Regions from separate parts of the Mus musculus genome. Here regions 2 and 3 are each linked to region 1. The links are chromatin contacts, called in public Hi-C and HiChIP or PLAC-seq maps. All regions are on one chromosome and are shown on one strand. The core of a region is the stretch at or near the end of the contact, and the rest is flanking DNA. Distances in the headings are between cores, read along the strand shown. Region 1 holds the start of Slc39a14 (solute carrier family 39 (zinc transporter), member 14). Region 2 overlaps Slc39a14 (solute carrier family 39 (zinc transporter), member 14). Region 3 overlaps Piwil2 (piwi-like RNA-mediated gene silencing 2).

Region 1 (4,176 bases), core at 695-3,194:
TGTGATGGGGCTGGGGTTTGGACATCTAGCTCCAAAGCCCTGAGTACTCTGCCACTGTGCCTTACCTCAAACAAGCTCCCTTCTCTAAACTACTCCAACCAGCAAGGAGACTCTTGTGTTGCTACTTAATTCCCCACTTGCCACTGTCTGCCTGAAAGGCAGAGTAAGCCTTCTGCCTGCACCCACCACAGTGGCCATTGAGGGGCACAAACCAAACACTGTACGTGGGACCTGGGCCTTTTGCATCAACCCTGGGTTTGGAAAAGAGCTCGGGATAGATCTCCAGGAGCCTCTAACTCTCCTCTTGTCTACATGCAAGGCCAGTTACATAGGCTCTGCCACTTCTCAAGTCGGTTGGTTGCTTAGCCAGCTTCTGGGTTCTTTAATCCCTGTTTCTGCCTCTGCACTGTCCAGGTGAACCACAGAATGCCAGGTGTAGCAGCAAGAAGTGTTCTGCCAGGGTCCTTCTGGAAGAACCCATATCCTGGGTCAGTTCAGTGTCTCTAGTCACAATGATAAAACAGTCACACAAAGAGGACCCATACACGGCCTCCTGACTTTGAACCACTAGCAAAGAGCTCAACTAAGTCACCAATAGAAAGGGGACTAGATGGCTTTTAATTCTAGTTGTCAGAAGTTGTGATTCTGGACATGTTTCTGGCTGTTTGGCCAAGGAGGCACGTTGGAACCCCTCAGTGTTGAAGATTTGTTTTAATAGGTAAGGAGTACGGAATTGTACATCTTTTGGATAGACAATTCAGGCTGGTCTCAGTACTAACCTGAACCAGAATAGTGACCAGATAGTCACTCCGGAGCCAGTTTCTATCGTCCCCTAAAATCAGCACCTCCAGCAAATATATCTATCCCAATGACCAGGGGCTAAAAAGAGCTAATGCTACAATTCCAAAGCCAGGTTACTTCACGAAGAGGGGCCTGCCAAAGTGCTCCTGCCTCTATCCTTCCATTTAGGCCACAGGAAAGCACTCCACCCCTCACCAAACCAAACTGAGAGTTCTCTTGAACGCACAAGCCATGTAACTATTTAGACTACAGATCAGCTTAGAATCTAGGCCCCGGGGTGACAGAAGATTCTTAAAGCTGAACCCACAACCCAGAGAGGCAATTTTCCGGCTTAGAATCTACCTCAGGATCACAAGGTGAGTCTGATGGCTACTTTAGCTATAGCTTTAAAACTCTAAGAGGGAGCAGCCGGTAACCAGACCACCTAATTTGGTCAGTCCCAACCTAAGTGAGCCCAAGAGGCATCGCTGCCGTTAGTCAGGGGAGAATTCAGCGCGGTGCCACCCTTGCGGTTATCCACTCCTGCCCAAGCCAACCAGAAGAATCGGGCATCACTCTCCAGCCGGAGGGTGGTCTGGCGTGGGGCAGGGAGAAGGACACATAGGTTCCTGGGATGCAAGATCCAGACACCAGAGCCCCCGAGCAGCCGCCACCGCAGAGCATCTGATCTACCCATCTACTCCGCTTCCTCTGCGCTCTGTGTCCTGGGGCTCTAGAAAGCTCATCTCAGCCTTTCTGAGCAGCTATCGACCTCCCCGGCGTCCTTCTCTGGTTCACACATCCCGGGCCCTGCAGCTGAAGGGACAGCGCAGTGACCTCCTTCTCCTCGCCACCGTGGCACGGCAATCAGGTGCTACCAGGACTGGGCTCAGGGAGTGCGCGGCCTCCCGAAAAGACTCTGGGTCCTCGGCGTGCCGGTGTCTCCAACCCCCACCCGGTGTCCCCCCTAACCCGGAGGCGCCCGACTTCCCATCCTGCCTGCGCCCGGTCCGTCCTCACCTGAAGTCCTCCAGCCGGCAGTCGGGCCCACGCAGCCTCACTATCCAGGGCCCCCCCCCCAAGGCAGCGGGCGACACAGCTACTGAGTGGGTGCGTCCCCGCCAACAGCCACGCGCCCCCTCTCTACGTCCGGCCCCCGCCGCATGCGCATGCCCGGCCATATACCCTGCGCGTCACCGCTGGGCCCGCCCCCGCCTGCTGCCCCGCCCCGCTCCCCCGGGCCTGCCACGTGGGACCGCCAGCTAACAGCGTCGTTACCCTGGCCAACCTGGTCCTCCAGCGTTGTGCATCCCCGGCTCGCATCCTAGCTCTCTCTAGCTTCATCCACCCTTCCTTGATGAATTCCATCCTTGACTCACGGAGGCCCTGCAGGCTCCGCTATTCTCTGGAAACCTCCCATCTGTCCTTCCTAGCCCCTTTTGTGGGAAACTCACAGCGTGACCTTCCATCCTGTCGCTCCTGAGGGAGAGTGCCCCTCTCTTGGTAGACATTTGTGGTTTTAACACTGTTGATGAATCTAAGAGACTTTTCTGTTTTCTCCAATTCTAAAATATTCTGTAAGCAGGATGGAGCGCTTCATAAACTGCTTTTTTTTTTTTTTTTTTTGCCTACCCCAGCCAACCAAAAGAATTAAAATAACTTGTAACGATCCAAATAAAAGATCATATTCATTTTTTTTCAGAGTTTCGCACCTCTTTCTCACAGTTAATCAGATTCCTAAGGAGCGAGGTCAAGCCTTAGGTTTTGTTTGTCCTGGGAGGGAGTCTCTTCCGCTGTAGGAAGGGCCTATTGTGTTGGATACTGAGCCTTGTATATGCAAATTTCTTGAGAAAAATAAACCACCCACTAAACTCTTATTGTTCTATTCAGCTGGATATTAGGATTATTTCCTCTATCGCTTAACCAACTGTCACCTGGGGCAGGGAGGGCCCCATGGAAGAACCTCAAGTGGCACTGGAACCAGTGAATGGCGGGGGTTTCTGTTCTAGCACAGGGAGTGTGTCCAGCTGGCTGTGGTATCTCTAGATTTGTTCAATAGAGAGATGGCATCTAAGTGCTGGGGAAAGTTCCCTCAAAAAGGAAGTGATAGGAGTAGAACTCCATGTCCCTAGAACAGGTGGCAGGAAGAACTCAGCTCAATGGCAGCTTGCTCTTGCGGGCTGGCTAGAGCACCAGAGTGTGGGGCTGGGGGTTGGTGAGGTAATAGCCAATCCTGGTGGTGCACACCTATAATCTCAGCTACTCTAGAGCCAGAAGGATCTCAAGTTCAAGGCCAGCTGGGGCAATTTAGTGAGCTCCTTTCTCAAAAGGTAAAAGGGGGATTTTTGGTTCAGTGTATGCTTAGACCGCACCAAAGCCATGAGTTCGAGGCCAGCAACCGGTTCTGGTAATGCTCACCTGTAATTCAGCACTGGAGAAGTGGGGACAAGTATCACAAGTTCAAAGTCAGCCTTGGGCCCCTTAATGAATTTGAGACCATGCCTGAACTACCTGAGACCCTTTCTGTAAATTAATAGTGAATGCTTTGCCTAGTGTATGCAAGGTCTTAAGTTTAAAAGATATAAAACTACTGAGGCCACTCAGACTCTTCTGGCCACTCTGTTTTTCTGAAATTCAATTATCTTTACTCTGTAATTACAGTACTCCAATGAGTAAGAGGGAGACCCTGTGATGGTCCTCTCATTTACTTTCTGAGTAATTTTGAGGTAATGATAGCTCTTGCAGAATTGCCTCCCGGGCCCCTGCAACTCTATAATAATGCTGAATATTTGCCTTGGTTAAAGTTACAGTGTTTTTCAGACATTATGTCACCCACTTAAGACTCCAAAGCGGAATGGACTGTCAGGAAAGGTCGGTTCCCCATCAGGCCCCCCCTAGAAGGAATAAGCAGAATAAGAAGCCCACCTAGAGACAAGGATCTGCCATCCCAAAGCTCTGAATAGGACGGGGAGCTTAAACCCTCATCCCCCGGATTCCAGACAGGATGTCAGGGCTACTAAAGCTTGCATTAAGCAGTTGTTGAGGACGGCTCAGGGGGCAGAGTGGGGAGCTGGGCATGATGGCCCATGTTCTCCAATGCTACCACTTGGGTGGTGAATAGGAGAAGCAAGGATTCAGGGCCAGCTCAGCTCCATAGTGAGTATGAGCCCAACCTGGGTTAGGAGAGACCTTGTCTCAAGGCACATAAGCAAACAAACAAAAGCACTAGTGGGAAAGAGGAGTGATGGGCCACCCCACCACAGGACCCATCTGTGTGGCACTGTCACCTGTTTGTGGAACTGTCAAAGTCCACAGGGGCACCCAGAGTTGATAAGCTATCTCCAGCTGATAAGCTATACACAAGAGGAATTCAATTAATCATTAACATAGCTCAAA
Region 2 (4,366 bases), core at 955-3,454, 47 kb before region 1:
GGATCTCACTTTAAAGCAGCAATGTGGGCCAGACGTGGTGGCGCACGCCTTTAATCCCAGCCCTCGGGAGGTAGAGGCAGGTGGATTTCTGAGTTCGAGGCCAGCCTGGTCTACAAAGTGAGTTACAGGACAGCCAGGGCTATACAGAGAAACCCTGTCGCAAACAAACAAACAACAACAACAAAAACCAAATAAGCAATGTGTGCAAGTCTGGCGGTATAATTTGCCCAGGCCAAAACAGTGGGGCTGGGGACACAAGGATGGTAGCCAAAAAAGAATGCTGAATCATGCTAAAAAATGCAGAAAGTAATGCTGAACTTAGGGTTTAGACATAGATTCTCTAGTCACTGGACACGTGGACAAGGCACCTAAGATGTGCCGACAGACCTACAGAGCTCATGGCCAGATTAACCCATACGTGAGCTCCCCCTGCCACACTGAGATGATCCTCACTGAGAAGGAACAGATCGTTCCAAAGCCAGAAGAGGAGCTTGCACAGAAGAAAAAGATATCCCAGAAGAAACAAAAACTCATGGCCTTGGAATAAATTCAGCAAAAAATAAATGCAGATAAAGTTAAAAAAAAAAAAAAAGAAAGAAAAAGAAAAGAAAAGAAAAAAACCAACATGGGTGAAGTTCAATACAGAACTCTACAGTCTTTACAGTTTCCAAGGCGCAATCCATGGCTAAGTGCTTTGTTCCTGAGCTTAGCCCAAAGTGAGTCATTTTAAAGTAAGTGTGTTATATGATATAGGAAGTCCCTTCTAAATCCCCATAGCCAAATCCAAACAACCCTTTGTAAATCAGCAACAGACGAGCGCCACCTTGTGTCAAAGATTCATTATGCCCCAACTCGTTTTTTTTTTTTTTTTTTTTTAAATTAGGTATTTTCTTTATTTACATTTCAAATGTTATCCCCTTTCATGGATTCCCCTCCAAAAGCCCCTCCCCCCCACACACACACCAACTCACCCACTCCCAATTTCTGGCCCTGGCATTCCCCTATACTGGGGCATAGGGGAATGCCCAGGACCAAGGGCCTCTCCTCCCATCGATGACTGACTAGTATGCCCCAGCTCTTAAGGCTGAAGCAAGCCGACACTTGGGACTCACCAATTACAGAATATAGCTTTATTTATAGAATCTTACAAATAAAACATTTACAGTTCACATGACATAAATTATTTTATTTTCTAATTCTCATAACACCTGAGTTATTTAAAAAAAATACTGTGATGGAACTGTAAAGGGAACTATGAGTAAAATCCTCTTTCTTTATGCAAAAAATCATCCAGCTTATCTGTATCTCTTTGGAAGAGGGTTCACTAAAACTGGATCCTAGGTGATCCAGACAGAGAGAAGCCATTTAAAACCCAGGTGAAGGGTACCGGAGAGTGCTCCCCCTGGTGACCCTAAGTATTGGAGGGCGGGGATGGAGGACTGAAGGTGAGGTCAGAAATGAGGTCCTCCAATGACAGAATCCAAGGCCTGGCTGAGGGCTCCTCTGTGTGACAAGCACTTTCCTTGCTAGTGTTAACAGGGAACAGAAGCTATGGGCAGTAAGGCCAGGGGAGAAGTGTCCGCTAAGCAGCCCGTAGCCCCTTCAGCCTCTTATATGTACAGATGCTTAAAACAGCAAGTTCAACATTTAAAAGTCAAAAGAAGGTCAACGGCCACATTTTCAACTCATGGGGCGAATCTGTTGCCAATAGCAATGGATTATCAGTTGGCTCCCACGCCCCACCTGTGTCTGACTGATGCCAGCCCTCCGCCCTGAAGAAGCCCCAGGATTTCCTCAAAGTTCTTGAGTTCACAGGAAGGGTGCATGGCAGACAGTCTATCTCATGTTTAAGACTCTTTTTAAGCTCTTTTAAACAAACCAAGCCACCATCCGATTCCAGCATAAGGGCATTTAAAGGACAGGAGCTAGGGGAACTCCTAAAGTTAAAAATATAATGCATGAGCTAGGTAAAGTGGAATCTTTCAACCTTTGGGGGGGGGGCTGTGGTGGTGCTGGGAATGACATTCAGGGTGTCACATACACACTGGACAAAAAACGTGCTACCACTGAGCCACACCCTCAGACCTACAATCTTAAATTTTACGGTTTTTTATCTTCATTTTGTCTTGCTGACACAGGAGCTTGCTATGTAGCCCAGACTGGCCTGCTATTCACTATGAAGCCCAGGCTGGTATAAAACTTGAGCCTGCTGACTCTGCCTCCCTAGGGGCTGAGATTACAGGTACGAGTCACACAGCCTGCTCAGTCTTACACTTTGAGTGTCAATTTCTGCTACCTCCTAAAGCATTTGTAGGAGAAATAGAACAGGAGAGATGAGACTCGCCTTCAAACACCAACAACCATGACGGTAACATAAAGCTTAGCTTCTAACATTGAAGGAACTGGTTCTTTGGTAAAACTGGACCCTAAGCCTACCAGGACCTGGTCCTGACATCCAATCTAGTACCTTGATTGCTGAACTTTCCTCTTCCTGCTGCCTTGTCTCAAAGGCAAGAGGCAAGAGCAGGGAGAGAAACTGAGCAAATTTCTGTTTCCCCAGTTGTGTTCTCAGGATTTCAGGATTCCTGGTTTCAAGCATGTTTCCCCAAGAAGAACAAGAATGAACACACACACACACACACACACACATACATGTGTGTGTGTGTGTGTGTGTGTATATATATATATATATATATATATATATATATATATGAATACATGTGAGTGCATATATATATATGTATATATATATATATATATATATATATATATATATATATATATATGCACACTGCTTTTAATGGACAGTTTTCCTGTGGTAAGAACAGAAAGACTCAGGGATTGGCAATGATTCAGTACTGTAAGTCATGCGAACAATGGCTCCTGGACTGTGACTGTGGGCACCACTAAGAAAGGCTTCGGGAGAGACTGGCTCTCCAAAGTGGCTAAGGAATCCATGTATCAATATGATAATAATAAATTAATTCACTTAGTGAACCTGGAGATTAGCTCCCCTGGAAGCCAGAGTTCTGAGGAGGGGGCTGCACAGCGCCTGAGGCTGGCTTGTGGTGTGAAATGTCAAGCATCTGGTTTTGTTTTGTTTTGTTTTCCTGGACCAAATGAAAGCAATTTACACTCGATTCAATTCAGTATTCAATCTTGTTGTCTGGGACCGGGGAGGAAGTGGTAGCTAGATGGTGTCCTTTAAAACCCATTGGCAGCAATGACGTCTGCAGTCCTGACCTCAAGAATTGACCTCAAGGTCCAGAGTCCCATGGTATTCAACTATTATTTCTGCAATTAGCAAGTCCTAAGTCTGGCCTGCAATGACTCCATTCCCAATCACCTTGGTCACAAAAAGGCATAAACAACTGTGTCCTGATTCTATGAGTCAGGTTCTACTGGCAGAGGTCTTGACCAGGGGAGACTGATTTGTGCAGTTTCCCTCCTATGCAAAAACCTTTAAATGTGCTCTGACCGTGCTCCCCGTGAGGCATCTACAAAGTTAACTAGAAAAAGAAAGCAATAGGAAGGCGTGAGGATCAGGGCAAAAACAACTGATTTAGCAGACCTCTTGCCACGCCAGAGAATGCCCACAGTGGCTCGCCTGGATGATTATGTGACTCCAGATGCTGCAAGCAACCTGCACGCAGCATCCTGGTGGAAACCGAGCACCAAGGAGACAGGACATCCATCACTAGTTCTACCCCCTCCTCACTCAGGCAATCCCCTGCCCCTCTGCCTGCCATACTCATCGGAAAGTCAGCCTTTTCAGAGAACAGTTAACAGACTGAAAAACACAGGAGTCTTGTCTTCTGCCCTCTTCTCTGTAAAAACATGAGAACCCATGCCAAAATGGACCGACCTGAAATCCTGGGTACACACATTTAGAATCACAGGCCCCAAAGCTGGAAGCCACACTGATACTTCTAACCAAACCATGACCACTGGCTTCATTTTTACATTGTAAAAGATTCCACATCTCTCAGTGCTTCTTCCAAGAGAAAGGGAGGAGGGTGGCCAGAAGGAAAAGGGAGGCGTGTCCTACATGTGGCGTTTCAGCTCCAGAATCATCAGTGGAAAGGGTCGGGAGACAACGGTTCGAGGCACTACCTAGAGATTCCCAGGGCAGCTTCTTCCTAGGACAGAGCATTTGAAACAGATGACATCTGAATGCAGGCAGACAAGTCTGTGCCAGTTTTTAAAGAGCTGCCTTTTCCATGATGCTTCGTGGATGCTGAGTCCTCGGGCCGGGGACCAGATGGGGGCCCAGAGCCCGATGTCCAATGCCACTGGCTCCCCAATGGCAGGGTCCTACCCGATCTGAATCTGCCCTGAATACATTGTGAGGACCAGCATAATGGAG
Region 3 (4,129 bases), core at 1,153-3,652, 52 kb after region 1:
AGAGAGACCAAGTGTGGTATCAAGGCAATTCTCTGGGCCCTTCTCCTGCTAAATGTCTACACCTCTCTTTTGAATCTATAGATTTTTGTTTTTTAAGATTTATTTTTATTATTTTAATTGTGTGTGTGTTAGGGGGCAGGGAGGATGGTATATGCACATGAATGCAGTGCCCAGAGGCCAAAAGTGTCAGTCTCTAGAGCCCGGGTTATATGCAGTTGCAAGTCTCCTAATGTGGATGCTGGAAATCAAGCTCAGATCCTCAGGAAGAGCAGTCAGTGCTCTTAGCCACTGCGCAATCTTCCCAGCCCCCACAAACTTTTTTTTTTTTTTTTTTTTTTTTGAGGTGATGTCTCACTACTTAGCGCTGACTGGCCTGGAACTTGCTACATAGATTAGGCTAAGCTCGACCTCTGAGATCAACACGCCTCTGCCTCCTAAAGTACTAGGATTGTAGGCGTGTGCTTTCACATTCATGTCAGAGTTTTACTTTTTTTGTATATGTAAGAGTGTTTTACCTGCATGTATATATGTATCTGTTGTCCACAGAGGGCCAGAAAAGGCCCAAGCTCCCTTGGAACTGGAGGGACAGTTGTGAGCTGCCATGTGGGTGATGAGAATGGAACCCAGGTCCTTTGGAAGAGTAGCCAGTGTTCTTAACCACTCTACCATCTCCCCAGGCTCCAGAGTTTTTAATCTTTAGATACAAGGAACTCTCTTTATGTCTTTAACCCAAATTGTTCGTGGAGGTATTTATCTCCTCCTGGCAACTCTGAGTACAGGGAAAATACAACCATGCCCAATGTGTTCCAACACAGCACACTGTATAAGCGGATGAGCGCACACATAGCCAGGGCAGCAGTACGGAGGAGGACCGCTGGGAGGGTAGCCACTCACCATGCCATGGTTATTCTGTCTCTCACTGGGCCGGTGGATCAGCAGCGGCTGGTCATCTTCCTTGACTGTGATCCCATAGTTTTTGCTAAAGCAGGACAGAGCAAGAGAGTGTCACCACTCCTACAACAACCCCTCCAGCCCTCTTCAGTGCTACTGCAGCTTACAATTTGCACAGTCCCCTCACTGAGAATCCATCAGACACTAATCACAGTATATGTAAGTGGGAAATGCAGGCTACAGCTTTCTTGCTGATGGACAGAGAACAAAGGCTATATGTACAGCCCAGGAGAGAAGCTTGTGGAAAGTGCATCAAGCTAAAGGATTTAGAAATAAAAGTCTAATGATTAAAGATGAGAACTTCAATTCTCTCCCCAGACAAAACCAACAAGAAAAATACAACGGATACCCCCAAAATCACTTATGTAATAATTGCCAAAAGTACCAACACATACAGGCCAGACTCACAAATAAGCTCATGTGGTCTCAGATGTTTTTATTACCAGTTTACAGAGCTGTACAGTGTCAGGTACCTCATCCTTAACTGTACTCACTACCCAGAGCCTGGAGAGCACGTCCCACCCCTACCCTCAGACCAAGTGCAGTCTCTCATCTGTACCTGTAGTATTCCAGGAATGTGATTTCCTTCCCGTCCGACATGACAAAGCTGTCTTTAGGGGTCTTGTTCCAGTCCACATCATCGATTCGGTAGGTACGATTGTTGTAGCGCGTGATGACAATGCTGCCAACCAGAAGCTTGCTGCACTCGTCCTGGAAGTGCTCCTTGTTCTGCTGGTAGATAGCATGCCTTTGGGAAGAGGTAAGAGACTCTGGTTGGCATCCATACCCTCAGGCTCCTAAGAGAGGGACGGGGCTCCAGAAACTGAAGTAAGGACCCAAGGGTTGGATCTCATCTTTTACCCCTCATTAGCTATACTCATCTCATGAACCAATGATCGTTTTTTAGGATTTATTTTTATTACTTTAATTATGTTCAATGCGGTGTGTATGCCTGTATGCACACGTGAGTGCAAGTGCCCAAGGAGGCCAGAGGCATCGGGTCCCCCGGAGCTGGAGCTACAGGAGCTTGTGAGCTATCTGATGTGGGTGCTGGAACGCACGGCACTCGCACTCAGTTCATTTAAAAGAACAGGAAGTGTTCTTAACTGCTGTATCATCTCTCCAGTCAACCCCAACTCACTTCCTCTTTTTGAAACATGGTCTCAGTGACGTAGCCTTGACTGGTTTGGAGCTTACTATGAGACCAGGATGGACTTGAACTCACAGAGATCTGTCTACCTCTATCTACCTCAGGAGTCCTGTGATCAAAGGCCTGTGCCACCACACTCAACTCAACTGTTGTTTGTTTTTAACTGAGGTCTCCCAAAGGAAAGTCACTTGCATTGTTTTAAAAAAAAGATCCAGGCTAGCAAGAAAGCTCAGTGGTGTAGGGCACAGATTGGCCTTACAGTGGTGTAGGGCACAGATTGGCCTTACAGAGGACCTAGGTTAAAGTCCCAGCCCCATCTAGGGGTAGGGGTTCAAAACCATCTGTCACTCAAATTCCAGGGGACCTGACACCATCATCTGGCCTCAAGGCATTCAACATGGTGCACAGATATATACACAGGCAAAACACCCATACACATAAAATAAAATTTTAGAGATTTTAATTAAATTTTCATGACCTCCAAATACAACAGGGAAAAGTTTTGTAACATGTCCATAACTTCTCTTTTAAATCACAAATCAAACCACACGTGGGAGGCCTAAAGCAACATTACTGAATAGTTCCGAGAAAGGCCATCTGTATCTTATGATTCTGTAAGGCTGCTCTGGCTCACACAGAAGCCCTTCTTTGAGGATGTGCATATGGGGCAAAGGGATTTGTGGGTACCTCTGGTGAACTTTGAATTATTGTTGTAATAAGTTTCTTACATCAAACTAAAGTAGGGTGAGTGACTCTGTGAGTTTGAGGCCAGCATTGTCTACACAGTAAATTCCTGACCAGCCTGAACTACATAACAAGACCCTGTCTCAGCAAGAAAGAAAAAAGAGAGAGAGAGAGAAAAGGAAAGAAGGAAGAAAGGGAGGGAGGAAATGTGCTGGCTAGTCTCACGTCAACTCGAGACACAACTAGAGTTATCTACAAGGCAATTTCTTAATTAATGATTTATAGGAAAGAGCCCAACCCACTATGAGTGGGGCCATTCTTGGGTTAGTGGTCCTGGGTTCTATGAGAAAGCAGGCTGAGCAAGCCATGGGTAGCAAGACAGTAAACAGCACCCTCCACGGCCTCTGCATCAGCTCTGCCTCCAGACTCCTGCCCTGTGTGAGTTTCTGTCCAGTCTTTCTTTGATGGTAAATAGAGATGCTGACTGAAGAATAAACTGAATAAACCCTTTCCTCCTTAAGTTGCTTTTATGTTTCATCACAGAAATAGAAACCCTAACTAAGACAGGGAAGACAATTCATATGAAAGTATCTCAAATTATGTACTTGACAAGATATCTGTATCTAAAATACAAAAATTTTACAATTAAATAATATATTTTAGAGGCTGGAGAGATTGCTCAGCAGTTAAGTACACTGGCTGCTCTTGCAGAGGATTCAGGTTCAATCCCCACCATCCACATGGAAGATCACAGTTGTCTGTAAGTCCAGTTCTAGGATCTGACACCCTCATACAGACAGACAGACATGCAGGAAAAGCAACAATGCATGTGAAATAAAATAAATACTTTTAAAAATGCATTTTAAAAGTGGATCAAAGATCTAAATATTTCACAAAGATATTCAAATGGCTAAAAGGTGCAGAGAAAACTGCTCAGTATCATGAGTCATGAGAGAAATGCAATCGAAGCCACAGTTACTCATTTTACATGCAAAGGTGGTTATAATAGAAACAGATGCCAGCAAGTGAGGCTGCAGGTGAACTGGAGCCTTCACACACCTCTGTTGGGAACACGAGAAGTGCCAAGCTGTCCTTGGGTTAAGTAAAGGATAAAAATAGAGCTCACAGAAATGGCAATACACACACCAAAATCTATCTGGACATGAAGTGCACAGGCAAACAGTGAACACTACAAAGTATCCCTCAAACAGCTGAGTAATAAATATGGCAAGGTCAGCAAAGTGGCTTAGAAGAGAAGGGCTCTTGCTACCCAGCCTATCAACATGAGCTTGATCCCTGGGACTCACGAAAAGGTGGGAGAGAGAGCAAACTTCACAAAGTTGT

The links. A called contact is a pair of places that touch in the nucleus more often than the background predicts. HiChIP or PLAC-seq counts read pairs in DNA pulled down with a chosen protein or histone mark.
Region 2: a contact with region 1 is called in an H3K4me3 HiChIP or PLAC-seq map of intestinal villus epithelium, with 13 read pairs. The contact joins the enhancer-like site here to the promoter of Slc39a14 in region 1. A contact is called at or near these places in 11 of 39 promoter capture datasets (the 3T3-L1 cell line, the C10 cell line, embryonic stem cells and 5 more), 2 of 15 datasets of contacts at CTCF or cohesin (CD8 T cells and pro-B cells), 43 of 484 Hi-C or Micro-C datasets (8-cell embryo, the AML12 cell line, B cells and 26 more), 14 of 115 datasets of contacts at active chromatin or transcription factors (CD8 T cells, the HPC-7 cell line, bone marrow-derived dendritic cells and 9 more) and 3 of 9 other capture datasets (adipose tissue, liver and pancreatic islet).
Region 3: a contact with region 1 is called in a Hi-C map of bone marrow-derived macrophages, with 1.6 times the contacts expected there. The contact joins the enhancer-like site here to the promoter of Slc39a14 in region 1. A contact is called at or near these places in 13 of 39 promoter capture datasets (the 3T3-L1 cell line, 3T3-L1-derived adipocytes, the C10 cell line and 7 more), 3 of 15 datasets of contacts at CTCF or cohesin (CD8 T cells, the NIH/3T3 cell line and pro-B cells), 63 of 484 Hi-C or Micro-C datasets (the 3T3-L1 cell line, 3T3-L1-derived adipocytes, the 63-12 cell line and 47 more), 24 of 115 datasets of contacts at active chromatin or transcription factors (the 230-238 cell line, SST interneurons, bone marrow-derived dendritic cells and 16 more) and 4 of 9 other capture datasets (adipose tissue, liver, macrophages and 1 more).

The regions. Positions count from the first base shown.
Region 1 is chr14:70,349,480-70,353,655 of GRCm38.p6, forward strand. It overlaps Slc39a14 (solute carrier family 39 (zinc transporter), member 14), which reads right to left and starts at 1,945. Exons shown (of 10, transcript NM_144808.4): 1 at 1,801-1,945.
Region 2 is chr14:70,302,352-70,306,717 of GRCm38.p6, forward strand. Slc39a14 (solute carrier family 39 (zinc transporter), member 14) reads right to left here. Exons shown (of 10, transcript NM_144808.4): 10 at 1,116-4,366. The coding sequence ends at 4,315. It also overlaps the pseudogene Gm4240. Among named protein-coding and RNA genes, the nearest start is that of Ppp3cc, 15 kb to the left of the region's middle. Within about 2 kb of position 2,205, at least 27 of the 459 cell types and tissues checked have an H3K27ac peak or open chromatin away from gene starts, as enhancers often do. A contact at or near this core is called in the C2C12 cell line, the HL-1 cell line, bone marrow-derived dendritic cells and 4 more, where this site is marked.
Region 3 is chr14:70,400,524-70,404,652 of GRCm38.p6, forward strand. It overlaps Piwil2 (piwi-like RNA-mediated gene silencing 2), which reads right to left. Exons shown (of 23, transcript NM_021308.2): 11 at 1,511-1,699; 12 at 895-979. Among named protein-coding and RNA genes, the nearest start is that of Gm24890, 26 kb to the right of the region's middle. Within about 2 kb of position 2,403, at least 100 of the 459 cell types and tissues checked have an H3K27ac peak or open chromatin away from gene starts, as enhancers often do. A contact at or near this core is called in the 230-238 cell line, the 63-12 cell line, the BV-2 cell line and 21 more, where this site is marked.